2 separate regions of the Capra hircus genome follow, and region 1 is linked to region 2. The links are chromatin contacts, called in public Hi-C maps. All regions are on one chromosome and are shown on one strand. The core of a region is the stretch at or near the end of the contact, and the rest is flanking DNA. Distances in the headings are between cores, read along the strand shown. Region 1 has its middle 18 kb from the start of C20H5orf47. Region 2 holds the start of BOD1 (biorientation of chromosomes in cell division protein 1).

Region 1 (3,956 bases), core at 907-3,406, 350 kb after region 2:
TTGCCTGGAGGATTCTATGGACAGAGAAGCCTGGTGGGCTACAGTCTGTGGGGTCGCAAAAGGACACGACTGAGCAGCTAACACAATCCACACAGTCCTGGAGAGGGAAACAGCAACCCACTCCAGTATTCTTGCCTGAAAAATCCCATAGACAGAGGAGCCTGGCAGTCGACAGCCCTGAGGGTCACAGAAAGTCAGACACGACTGAGTGACTAAGAGTGCACACATACTTGTTTTATATCATTATATTTTCTTCTTTAAATTATTAAAACATATGGAGAGTGGAGCGCCATCATTCTCAAAAGTTGGGGTTATACATGTCTGTTTCTGATAAGAGTTACTGCTGTGTTATTACAGAGTAAGCACTCAATGCATTTAACCTGTTATTAGTAGCAACATAATGACGTCTGATTAGTAGCATCATAACAATGACTACCGTCTTACTTGGGTTTCTCTTAACTTGCACGTGGGGTATCTCTTCACGCCTGCTCCAGCAAAGCGCAGCTGCTGCTCCTTACCTTGGATGAGGGGATCTCCTCACCACCACCCCTCCTGACCTTGAACATGGAATAGCTCCTCTAGGCCCGCCTGCACCCGCCCAGCCACCGCTCCTTGGACATGGGGTTGCTCCTCCTGGCCACAGCCCCTGGCCTCGGGCAGGGGATAGCTCCTCCTGCGCCATCACAGCCTGGCACTCTTGGCTATTGCCCCTGACCTTGGACATGGGGTAACTCCTCTCGGCCACCGTCCCTCGGGCATGGGGTCCTCCCGGCTTCTGCCCCTGACCTCAGATGTGGGGTAGCTCCTCTCGGCTGCCCTCTGTATGCCGTCAGCCGCCCGCATGAACTTCCAGATGGTCAAGCTGGTTTTAGAAAAGGCAGAGGAACCAGAGATCAAATTGCCAACATCCATTAGATCATTGAAAAAGCAAGAGAGTTCCAGAAAAACATCTACCTCTGCTTTATTGACTATGCCAAAGCCTTTGACTGTGTGGATCACAACAAACTGTGGAAAATTCTAAAAGAGATGGGAATACCAGACCACCTGACCTGCCTCTTGAGAAACCTGTATGCAGGTCAGGAGGCAACAGTTAGAAGTGGACATGGAACAACAGACTGGTTCCAAATAGGAAAAGGAATATGTTAAGGCTGTATATTGTCACCCTGCTTATTTAAATTATATGCAGAAAAACGCTGGGCTGGAAGAAGCACAAGCTGCAATCAAGATTGTCGGGAGAAATCTCAATCACCTCAGATGCAGATGACACCACCCTTATGGCAGAAAGTGAAGAGGAACTAAAAAGCCTCTTGATGAAAGTAAAAGAGGAGAGCGAAAAGTTGGCTTAAAGCTCAACATTCAGAAAACGAAGATCATGGCATCTGGTCCCATCACTTCATGGGAAATAGATGGGGAAACAGTGTCAGGCTTTATTTTTTGGGGCTCCAAAATCACTGCAGATGGTGACTGCAGCCATGAAATTAAAAGACGCTTACTCCTTGGAAGAAAAGTTATGACCAACCTAGATAGCATGTTGAAAAGCAGAGACATTATTTTGCCAACAAAGGTCCGTCTAGTCAAGGCTATGGCTTTTCCAGTGGTCATGTATGGATGTAAGAGTTGGACTGTGAAGAAAGCTGAACACTGAAGAATTGATGCTTTTGAACTGTGGTGTTGGAGAAGACTCTTGAGAGTCCCTTGGACTGCAAGGAGATCCAACCAGTCCATTCTGAAGGAGATCAGCCCTGGGATTTCTTTGGAAGGAATGATGCTAAAGCTGAAACTCCAGTACTTTGGCCACCTCATGCGAAGAGTTGACTCATTGGAAAAGACTCTGATGCTGGGAGGGATTGTGGGCAGGAGGAGAAGGGGACGACCGAGGATGAGATGGCTGGATGACATCATTGACACGATGGACGTGAGTCTGAGTGAACTCCGGGCGTTGGTGATGGACAGGGAGGCCTGGCATGCTGTGATTCATGGGATCGCAAAGAGTCGGACATGACTGAGCGACTGAACTGAACTGAACTGAACTGAATAATGACTATCTACACTGTTGCAGAGTGCAGGTCCCTGTGCTGGGTGGGAGGCAGGAGTGGGCGGCAGGGTCACTGGCAGCAGGGGGAACCCTCTGATGCTGCCTTCCCACCTCCTGCTTATTCTCACATTTCCACAGGATCTAGCCTGGCAGAGTTGCCATGGTGACGGAGAAAGCAGAGACTCCAGGCCCAGCACTGCCTAGTTCCTGCTTTCTCCTTCCTACTGGGTGGGGGTTGGGGAATCCATACTGTGTAGCAGGGGCGCTGAGCCTATGCTACCAACATGAGCAAAACTCCAAGGGGCCGTGAGCTGGGACTTGTTTTCTGGAATCTTTCAGTTTAGGGAAAGAAGCAGGAAAAGAGGAGTGGGAGCTAGAAAGTAGGCCTTTTGTCTCCCAGCTGGCCGCTCCATTATCCTGCCTTTGAGGAAATATGGTTTTCAGTTCCTCAGTTATTTCCCTTTTGCCCTCAAGAATAGCAAATCTCAGGCATTGTGACCCAGGCACTGTGTGGGATAGTAGAGGCCTCTTGGGATCCGTAGGGTTAAGGGTACGGCTCTGGGGTGAGAATCCCTCCCCCCGGCCCAGGGTTTCTGTCCCTTTGCCGCACCTGGCTGGGTGATTTCAGCCACACTAGGTAACCTCTGAGTATTGCTCATCTCATCCATCAGAAGGGGCAAATAATGTCTCCATTATTAGGTTGAAGTGAGGATTAAATGAGGCAATCATGAAAAAAAAAAAAAACCCACAAACTATAAACATTAGTGACTCTTATTATCATGACCATTATTGTCCTAGATATTGACATTGTGGCCAGTAACTATCTTGGGGAAGTCCATTCCCCTCTGTGACATTATAGCCAACCCCACCCAAGCTCTGTACAGAGGGGACAGTGATCCTCAGCTACAATGACTGGATCAAGTGAAAGCCGAGTGCTCTGCCCGATGCAGCTGGAGTACCACAGAAATCTGGCTTCGCCAAGCCTTGATAAAGCCCTCCAACAGCTTCCCAAGGCCCTGGAAATAAAATCAGCACATTTTCCCAGGTGTGGGTGACCTGAAAGATCTAGCCTCACTCCCACCCCAACTTCCTCTCCTAACCCTTCTCCATCGCACCTTCCTGCCACAAGACAGGCCTCTCTCTTTCCTCCAGTGCAAGCCACCTTTCATGGGGCAGGGTCTTCCCACTCCTTTTTACCTCCAGTAAGAAATTATCTGCCTGCCCTGCTCCACCCTCTCCCTGTCTTCAGCTCAACTCAGAACAGGACTGGTTCCTCCTTCACACTTTGGGGCTTAGATTAAACATCACCTCCTCTGAGATAAATTCCTGAATCACTCTTTCTAAACGCCCTCTGTTCCTGCACTCACCGTCATCACACTTGGTTTGTTATCAGAAGATCTCCTTCTGACTCGCTTTATTACAGTGTCTAATTATCTCGATATATAATTTGCGTACCTGCTTTTTTAGGCGAGGCAGACAAGTGCTGCCTGAATCCTATTTGCGTCCTCAGGACTTGTCTGTGCCTTGCACACCATAAGTGCTTGTTAAATGTTTGCCAAGTGGGTGACTCACAGGATCCTGACGTCCGTTCTCTTTCCAAGGCCGGCTCTCAAAACTGCCACTGAGAGGATGGCTGGGCTGCAGTGGGGCCTCAAGGCTCAGGTATTTCCCAAGCAGGATAGAGATGGGAATGCTTGATAAAGGCAGCTCACAGTCCTCAAATGCCAGTGGGTGCCAGGTTCAACTGGGGATATTGTTCAAATATGGGTTTTAGTTCTGCCCTGAGAGAGCCCAAGACCACATTTCTAACAAGCTTCTCTGAACATGCTGGAGAAGCCAACACCGAGTCTCTGCAGAAACCTGGGAGACACAAGGACTGGGAGAATGTGGGTGCTGGGAGAAGAGAGTCTGACTGGGTTGT
Region 2 (4,188 bases), core at 501-3,000:
ATGATCCAAGGACCACGCTGTGAGAACGGTGGGACTAAAGCAACAAAGGATGTGCCTGGAGACACACTACCTCAAGAGCTAAAGCAACCTGATGACAACCAGAAAGAACATCTAAGGGGGTGTTAAGTGGTGAAGGCTCTGATTCCCTCTACCCCAACAGATTCTCAATACCGACTAAAACAAATGTATACTGCATCGGTTAAGCCACATAAAACCTAGTGAGACCTAAGAAAACATAGTGGAGAACTTGCGATGGGAAGCTGAGAGCACCCAGGACTGGAAAATGTGAAAGTTCTGTCAATACGTACGTTGAAAAAGAAAAATTAAGTAATTCATTTCAAGGAGAGAACTGCTCCATGCGTTTTTTAATCTTGGAGAATAACAGTATACTTACTATACATATTGTCTGGTCTACACTTCAGTTTTCTACACCAGAATACACACTTTGAGGACAGGATAGTGACATGCTTGACCCTGTGTCCAGAAACCTCACCAATAAATGTTTAATGGATAACCTATCTTTAAGGCCTAGTTTTAAGCTCACAATCTTCCTGTGAGGTAGGCAAAAGATTTCCATGTTGGGCTCAGAGAGGAGAAATCACTTCCCCAGCGGAGCCCATTCAGTAAGAGAGCCTTCTATGTCTACAACCACAGTCTCGTGAGAGAAACTTCTGAAAAGGGAGTAAAAAAAAACATTTCAGCGACTACTCTTCGACACTTAACACCGGTGACTTCACTGAACACAAATGAATCTAGGCAAGGTCAAGTGAAACAGTATTAGCCGGTTGACCTATGGCATTAGGATCTAACAGAGAATCTTTCAACCAATGATAAAATACAAAATAAGGGTGCCGGTTCTACGAAAATGTACCTTAATTAACTGCATACTCAAGCCTGCAAATCACTGAGCTAGAGAAAAGGAAGAAAGGCTGATGTTTGTGCATTCAAACCATTCCTGCTTACTTACCCGGTTTTCTCCGGTGTTCTTAACATACTGAGATTTGTTACTGTTGTGCTTAAAGGAGTCTCATCTTGGGAAACACAGGGTCGAGGCTGTAAAACCGGTACTGGGTCCCCAAGTTTAGAGTGCTGTTGGGCTAAGCCGCACAGAGCAAGGATGGGGCGGGGAGCCGAACCCACGTGGACATCCCTCAGAAAGCTTCCTATACTGCCCCAAGCGGTCTCCTCGCTGCTGAGATTTGAAAAGTACCTTTTGTTTTTCTCTCGTATTTGGAAAGGCGAAGCTGCAGCCCTAGCAGCCTCACGCCCAGCCCGCCCTCCATGAGCCCAAGCCGCCTCCGCTGACCTTGGTGTCCACGTCGGCCAGGCAGTCCCGGCGGAAGCTGTCAAATAGACCCCGGCTCTTGAGTTGCTCCACGATGAGCGCGATGAGCTGCGGGTCGCCCGGGGGCAGTGAGGCCGGGTTGATGGGGCCGCCGCCCCCGCCGGCCCCGCCGCCGCCCGCCGCCGCCCCCGCCGAGGCCGGGCCCGCGCCGCCGCCGCCCACCGCGCCGGTGCCCCCTCCGCCCCCGCCGTCAGCCATGGCTGCGCGCCGGGCCCGCCAAGGGGCCCGAGTAAGGCTTCCTCTCAAGAACAGAGGGCCTAGGTCGTGGAGAGGTGGCGGAGGGGCCTGAAAAGGAGAAGGCGGCGGCGGCGGGGACGCAGGAGGAAGGGGCGGCGGCGGGGTCCCCAGCGGCCGCAGCAGTCTCTCAGGTAGCTGAGCTGCTGCCGGAGGCGGCGGAAACCGCCCGCCGCGTCCCGGACGCTCTACGGATGACGTCACCGCCGATCTTTGCATTGTGGGGCGGGAGGTCTTCCGGCAGGCAGCTCCCGCTCTCTTATAAGCAGAGGTCTGGCGAGTGGAAACTACATCTCCCGGCAGGCTCCGGGCTCGCGTCTCCAGTTGCGGGAAAGGATGGGACTTGTAGGCGTAGGCCCTAGTTATTGCTGCAGCGTGGGCTGGCCTTCCTTGCCTTCACCCGGTACTGCCCCCTTGCTCTAAATCTGAGCATTCCCAGAGTACCTGATTGTAAGGATCGTCTGCTAGGCTGATTGAATGCATAGATTAACAGGTCTTTCCTTTAGAGCTTCTGATTCAGTATTTCGAGGTCGTGGCCTGGGAATCCGTGATTTTAACGTGTATTCCCACGCCCTTCTTGAGCAACAAATATCATCTGGGAAATGTGGTAAGCAGTGGACTAGTCACATTTCTTTTAGTCAAACATTGTGGGTTTTATTTCCCCTTCTGATTTTAGTAGAAATACATACTTATTTTAGAAAATTGAAAAATAACAGAAAATTGTGCTGTAAAAAAGTTCCCTGATTTTGTTTGTGTGTGTGTGTGTGTGTGTGTGTGTGTGTGTGTGTGTATTTCTTTCAGGATAGTTTTTTTTTTTTTTGGCTTGCTTGGTCTGACTCTTTGCAACACCCATGGACTGTGGCTTGCCAGACTCCTCTCTCCATGGAATTTTCCAGGCAGGAATACTGGAGTGGGTTGCTGTTTCCTTCTCCAGGGGATCTTTGCCACTCAGGGAACAGAACTCTCATTTCCTGTGTCCCCTGCTTTGGCAGGTGGAGTCTTTACTACTGAGCCACCTGGGAAGCCTATAATAATAATAAATGAATGTTGAGTAATTGGAATATTACAGGCATGATACCAAGTACTTTATATACACTACTTCACAATCTAAAGAGCAGTTATTATCACTATTTTGCAGATCCAAAAATGGAGGCACAGAGTTTGTTACCCTGATCACCTAGCTAAAAGTGGAAGAGGAGGGGTTGAAGTCAGGTCACCTGAATCCAAATCTTGGCCATGTTTAACCTAAGGTGTACTACATTTTACGAGCTGCTGCTGCTGCTGCTGCTAAGTCGCTTCAGTCGTGTCCAACTCTGTGCGACCCCATAGACGGCAGCCCACTAGGCTCCTCTGTCCCTGGGATTCTCCAAGCAAGAATACTGGAGTGGGTTGCCATTTCCTTCTCCAATGCATGAAAGTGAAAAGTGAAAGTGATGACTCTCAGTCGTGCCCAACTCTTACCAACCCCATGGACTGCAGCCTAAGCTGACATCAAAGGTAAGGCTTTTTTTCTCAAATTTTTTTGTAGCTACAATTCACCATTGGAACTGCCACCACTATCCTCCCTTCCTTTCAGCTTTTGCCGGTTACTGACTGAACTCTTACCCATAATGTAGGTATTGTTATTTCCTCATCTTCCATAAGCAGTGGAGGGTATGTAAATAATAAATTCTTCAATATCCTTGGCTCCTAAGAAGAGAAATAATAGAGATCTCTCTATTATGGATGCTCTCCTCTCTAACATTTCCCATTTAAAAGCATTTAGCTCTTAAAATGAATATTGGGGTGTTACAGTTTACACTCATCCTTTAACTCAAGTTCAGTCTTCCTCAAAGGTTAAGTTAACCAACATTATCTCTTAATACTTCAGCCATCCTGGGGATTTCCTAATGACTATTTCTCCTAATTGTTCCCACACTTATCACCCACTTTTAGCCCCAGGAGAGGCCTGGGTTCAGGCTGCCTGGGCCCCCAGGTTCATTCTTCTCTAAACTCTGATCACTTTGACCAGCCTCTTCTCCATTTTGACAGGCACACCTTACTCTCTTTCCTCAGGGTAAACTTTTCTGACCTTCTGACCTAATTGGTCTGTCTCACTTTTATAGACTCTCAGAGCCTCTTTCTTGTAACAATTATTTTAATTGAGAGTGAATAATTTATAGGTTAATTGGCCACCTGTTCCCACTGCTAAAGTTTTAGAGCCAGGACCACAGCTTGCTGTTCATCGCCATGTTTCCAGCCCATAGCTCAATACCTAGCTGAAAGTCGACGTGTACATTTTGGTCTGTTTCCTGTAATCATGGAATAAAGTCAGAGAGACTGTCTGTGTTGGGGGTGGGTGGAGGAGGGCGTCATTTGTAGCCACCACTTGCAGAAAAAGCAGGGGATGATGGCTTAATCCATCGTGACCAAATGGGTACGTGATCCCGGAGCCTGACAGCAAATGGTTTAATTGTCAGTCTCATGAGGACCTTGTATCATATCCTAGTTGCTAGAATTCTGAACTGTGAAAACAGGTTGAATCTTATAGCTGTGGCCTTATGTCTGGAATCACTATAAATGGGTTGTGGTGGGGTCAAGGAGATGAGAGAGTAATCAAGACTTGTGCA

What was found. Hi-C and Micro-C count contacts between places; a contact is called where the count stands out from the background.
Region 1: a Hi-C map of blood shows a contact between it and region 2, with 7 times the contacts expected there. The contact joins the enhancer-like site here to the promoter of BOD1 in region 2. A contact is called at or near these places in 3 of 5 Hi-C or Micro-C datasets (blood and liver).

The regions. Positions count from the first base shown.
Region 1 is chr20:5,737,100-5,741,055 of ARS1.2, forward strand. No RefSeq gene overlaps it. Among named protein-coding and RNA genes, the nearest start is that of C20H5orf47, 18 kb to the right of the region's middle. Within about 2 kb of position 2,157, at least 1 of the 5 cell types and tissues checked has an H3K27ac peak or open chromatin away from gene starts, as enhancers often do.
Region 2 is chr20:5,389,067-5,393,254 of ARS1.2, forward strand. It overlaps BOD1 (biorientation of chromosomes in cell division protein 1), which reads right to left and starts at 1,751. Exons shown (of 4, transcript XM_018065661.1): 1 at 1,307-1,751. The coding sequence starts at 1,543.